Linked DNA regions of Xenopus laevis: region 2 is linked to region 1. Evidence: chromatin contacts called from public Hi-C data. All regions are on one chromosome and are shown on one strand. The core of a region is the stretch at or near the end of the contact, and the rest is flanking DNA. Distances in the headings are between cores, read along the strand shown. Region 1 overlaps alpk1.L (alpha-protein kinase 1). Region 2 holds the start of neurog2.L (neurogenin 2 L homeolog).

Region 1 (2,700 bases), core at 129-2,628:
ATTCTCTAATTTTTGCCTTCTTGTTTATTGTTTTGCAACACTTTTCCTAGTTTTTATAGTTCCTTAAAGATGCATCTGTCACAAAGTTTGGTCAGGGCAACGACACCAAGCTATAGACAACAAAACATCTACAATTCCTTGTGATTGCCTACAAAGTAAATTGCTATGAGTAAATTACTCAGCTGTCATAACTGAACAAAAATACCTTGCAAGGTAATTTTGTAGGATTACAAAATTTGAGTAATTTACCCTCAATGATTTATATTGCGGGTATTTTAGATTGTTTTCATCTGAGATTTAACTTGTAGCAAAATGCATCATTAGTAATTGCTCAAAGGCAGCGATCCTCAACCAGTGGCTCATGTGCAACAAGCTGCTCACCAACCCCATGGATGTTGCTCCAGTGGCCTCAAAGCATGTGCGTATTTTTGAATTCCAGGTCCAGGCAAGTTTTAGTTGCATAAAAATCAGATGTACTGTACTGTACAGTGCATCCTGTTTGCTACCACCTACCAGTACACAGAGGGCCTATCAATTAGCCAATCAGAGCGCTTATTTGCCATCCCCAGGAACATTTTTCATGCTTGTTTTATTCTCCAACTCTTTTTACATTTGAATGTTGCTCAGGAGCAAAAAAGGATGGGGAACCCTGGGGAATAAACTGAGTAATGATTTAATATAATCTGAAAGGAAAAATAAAATCACTGGCCTTTGGGGATTTTGTTCATAGTGTGTTTCCGGCATTCCCTGCATTAATCTGGTTGCACGTGAAAAAGTTCTGTACATAATACAGTATATCGGTTCTCTGGAAATATTTGGTAAATAATTCCTGATTAATTTTATACCACACATCTTATTGCAAAATCACTACTAACTAATAACTTTAATGGCTGACAATGGTCACCACATACCATTGTCTCCTAATCTGAGCTCACATAAATGCTGTATTGAAAGTCACTTTTTCCACTGAAAGAGAGGAGAGCACTCAAACGCAGATTAACTGCTTGTGATTATTTATTATTCATGCTGCTTTACACCACATGTTTCGGGCAAGTGGTGCCCTTTCTCAAGTGTAAAAACACAGGTACAAAGTGAACCATATATTTTATATATATATATACACATGTATTGAAAGTGTGTATGGAGAGAGGAAGGGAACATACGCAGAGATCTACAAATGAATCATGGGGTTGCTAGGCCTCAAGACTTATAGAGCTGAGCTGGCTAGTTTAATGGGCAAAAGCTATAGAAGATTTTTTTAGTTAGGGGATTAAAAGTTTGGCCACGGAAGGTCACCTTAGCAATACAGGATCTAGGTTCCTCTTCCTGGGTTGAAGCATTACCCCTAGAATTCTATAATTTGGCCACTAGGCAGCAGCATGTCAAAGTATATGTCAGTATAAGCTGAGCACAATTACCTGAGCAGGCAGGAAAGGTGTAGTGGAACCCAATAAGGAAAGGCTACTCACTTTAATTAGTTTCATGCAACGGTATCTTTATGTCTATTGCCAGCTTTACATATTCATTCAACCTTCCCACCTATACATGGGTGGGTGGGATGTAGGTTCGTAATTACTCCCAAGCCCATGAATACATGGGATGTGTGTTGTTTTTTTTATGTTTTTTGTTTTGTAAATTAAGTGCAAATGTAAACAAACATCATGCAAGGATCTAAAGACCTCAGTGTGACTGCTTATTTACATCTGCAAGTTAGCTGGCACTTAAAGGGATTCTGTCATGATTTTTGTAATGTCTTTTTTTCTAAATTACACTGTTTACACTGCAAATAATTCACTCTACAATATGAAATTTAATTCCTGAACCAGCAAGTGTAATATTGGTGTGTAGGCAGCCATCTCAGGTCATTTTACCTGGTCATGTGCTTTCAGAAAGAACCAGCACTTTAGGATGGAACTGCTTTCTGGCAGACTGTTGTTTCTCCTACTAAATGTAACTGGCCTGGCTCTTTCTATGGAGTGCTGTTCTTATATCTACCAGGCAGCTGTTATCTTGTGTTAGGGAGCTGCTATTTGGTTACTGGGGGAGAGTGAGGGGGTTATATCACTCCAACTTGCAGTGCAGCAGTAAAGAGTGACTGAAGTTTATCAGAGTACAAGTCACATGACTTGGGGCAGCTGGGAAACTGGCAATATGTCTAGCCCCATGTCAGATTTCAAAATTAAATATAAAATAAAATCTGTTTCCTCTTTTGAGAAATGGATTTCAGTGCAGAATACTGCTGGAGCGGCACTATTAACTGATGCATTTTGAACATTTTTTTTTCCAGTGACAGTATCCATTTAAGCATTTTGATTGTGGATTTCCAGTGACATGAGAGGCCAGAATTCTACCCAGAAAGCTGTTCAGTATTGCCTGTGTCTTTTACTTACATCAGCATAAATGGAATTAAAAAGGTTTTATTTATCAAGTGTAACCTTACTTGTATTGACCGATGCTGCAACAAATATAAGTGAACTTGGCCCATTGTATTGACTAGTTATTTTTATGAAATTTTGTTTGCTACTAAGAAGCGGAAGCATCCGCTGGGTCAAACAGAGTGAAAGGGTTTCATATATACACAACTCTGTGAAAAACTGAACATTTATGAAACTCATAATTGTGTCATTGTGTATATGCTTATAACGAAAGCAAAATAAACCTTTAAGAACATTTTGAACCATTTTGAATATACAGCTCTTT
Region 2 (2,700 bases), core at 50-2,549, 110 kb after region 1:
TTGCTGATAATAAAATAGACCCAGCAATGTACTCCATCATATGCCAGGGGCATGACAGCAGGGGGAGTAAATGCTATACAGGTAAGCACAAACTCAGGGGGATCAAGCCCCCCACTTCTCCCCATCAGCAGAACCCACAGAGTGCAATTTGGTCACTGCAGGATGATATTATTACACTATATGGGCTCATGCTCAATAAACTGGGTTCCCAGGAAAATCATTTGCACTGGGGCCCCACTGAGGTATTCTTCATATGTAGCAATTGGAAGTGTGAGAATCCATCATAGTCCAACAGGAGTTCAAATGAAAGCGCTGCTGGCAGACATGAAGGGGTTCAGGTGGAGCTCAGAGGGCTGCCAGGACTCAATACTGTCCGAGGTGGAGCTGGCAGGGCTGGCCGGGGAGAAGGAGCAACAAGAGGAAGAAGGGGACGAGCTGCAGCTCCAGGAGGGGCTCTGGGATGAAGAGGAGTCCTGCACCAATATGGCTGCTGCTGGGGTGGAAGCAGATCGGTGCACTGGGTCGCCAAGGCGCAAAGTTTCGCTAAGAGCCCAGATGTAGTTGTAGGCAAAGCGCAAGGTCTCTATCTTGGTGAGTTTGGCATCTTCAGGTAAAGAGGGCAACACTTCCCTGAGGGAATCAAGCGCAGAGTTCAGGTTGTGCATGCGATTCCTTTCCCGGTTGTTAGCTTTAACGCGCCGGGTCTTCTTGATCTTTAACACAGTTTCTCCGCTCTTGCCCTGAGCGCGGCCTCGGCTCCTCCTGCATCGCGGGCTGTTCTCTTCCCCCTGGTGCTGTCCCGGGCTGGTGGGACTCAGGAGCTGCTCATCGTCCGAGCTGCACGTCTGCGTCGCCGGGGAACGGAAAGAGGAGGTCACGGAGCAGGGGGAGGCAGAGGTCAGGTCCTCCTCTTCATCGCGGTACTCGCACTTGAGCAGCACCATCCTAGACAAGCGCAAACACACAGCCAATGGTTAGCCCCAATGTTGCACTGACAACTTCACATCCACTTACTATAATAACCCAAACATCATCCCACTTACTATAATAACCACAAACCCCATATATGTACATGGTCTGTGCCTCTCACTACTTCATGCGCTGTCGCAAGTGACAATGCTGCAGTTGCAATGGAAGTTACTTACTTTATAACTTGGTGTTTGGCCCCTGAAGCAGCAGGTGAGTTGGGTCGAGTCGTCGGGTTATAGTCGTGCAGTAGACTTGCTGCGTGTTCCCTGTCGGGCGTGGTTGCGACTGTCAGCTCACAGTGTATTATGAGTGCAACTGCCGTGTGACACGCGCCCCGCTCTCCAGCTCAAGTGATGCGCCTTGCGATTCAGCGGCTGTGTGTCTGGCACACGACTCTCCTAAAACCCCTTATATAGTCCCGGCAAAACAATCAAAGCTACCCCAGGGCACAGCACCCCTCCCCGGCTTATTCTTTTCATTATCATCATTCATATTATTCCTTTTCTCCCCCCCTTTACCTACTGTCTTGCGCTCGGACTACAGCTCCTGGGCTTCTTGCAAGCTGATTGGCTGCCCCGCTCGGCTGAAGCGTGCCGCTAATGTTATTAATGTAACGGGGGTGTGTCTCAGCCAATGGAGGAGCTTGGATGCAGGACAGGGGGTCCGGCCAGACACGCGCTCCCTTTCAGTAACTCATGAAGTCTGCGGAGGGGGAGGATTGGGGCTACTGCTGAGTGCAAACATGCGCCTACTAACACTTGCACTATACACTCTTTATTCGTCACCCTAAACCCCAGCAGCACTCACCTATCATAGGGGCTGCAACGCTGTCATGTACAGCACCGAGCAAACTACAAACTGCAGTGCAGCCATAGCAACATGGAGGTGCCCACAAGTATCTGTATTGATGCAGAGGAACCCTGGGAATTTAATTATAGAGAGGGCTCCGTAAAAATATGCTCACAAAATATAGACATATTTATCGCCGAATATGCTTTTGCCAGTTTACTAACCTGCGGTAAATATAAATTTGCGAATTTTCTTGCGCAAAAATAAGTTATTGCATTCGCTGAAAAAACCGCTACGCACACATTAACGGCTGGTTTACTAAACAGCGAAATGTGCAAAAGACAAAATTTACGCAAGAATATTCGCAACATTTTACAGCCACCTATGTAGTGGCGTAAAAGTATTTTTTCGCCAGAAAAATCTCAAGGGGCAGGAAATATCCCATAATACTTTTTTTTTACCCATCATTCTTTGCTGATAGGAGAGAGATCTGTAGCTATTGCTGACAGGATGTAATGCAACAGCAGCAGTTTCAGCTCAGAGGCGTATTATTGGCAGCGGGCATCACAGTCCAAGGATTCGTCAGCCTCTACGCTTTTTTGGTTTCATTGTGATTGGCTACATTAAACTGTGCATTTCTATGAAGCAAAGAGATTGACTGGTATGATTTCTTGTTCATATGATTTTATTGGCAGAAGGGTTTATATGATGCATAAATGTTTGATTGGTGTTACTCTGGTAATGTTGTTGGATGGTATAATCATCAGTCAATAAAGTTTATGAGTTTTGAAGGTGCATTTGTGGCCATAAATGTCACAGTAAAAACTGCCATAATAACCACCATAATACAAGACTATTTTATAGCAAAAATATTTGCGAAAATGTAATTTGTCGCTAAAATTACCGCTAACGTAAGCTGGTTCGTTATCGTAGCTACCGCAA

The links. A called contact is a pair of places that touch in the nucleus more often than the background predicts.
Region 2: a contact with region 1 is called in a Hi-C map of the XL177 cell line, with 3 times the contacts expected there. A contact is called at or near these places in 2 of 4 Hi-C or Micro-C datasets (the XL177 cell line and animal cap).

The regions. Positions count from the first base shown.
Region 1 is chr1L:72,669,978-72,672,677 of Xenopus_laevis_v10.1, forward strand. The region is part of intron 2 of alpk1.L (alpha-protein kinase 1); the gene reads left to right. Among protein-coding and RNA genes, the nearest start is that of alpk1.L, 14 kb to the left of the region's middle.
Region 2 is chr1L:72,776,487-72,779,186 of Xenopus_laevis_v10.1, forward strand. neurog2.L (neurogenin 2 L homeolog) reads right to left here and starts at 1,300. Exons shown (of 1, transcript NM_001088333.1): 1 at 1-1,300. The coding sequence starts at 944. The coding sequence ends at 300.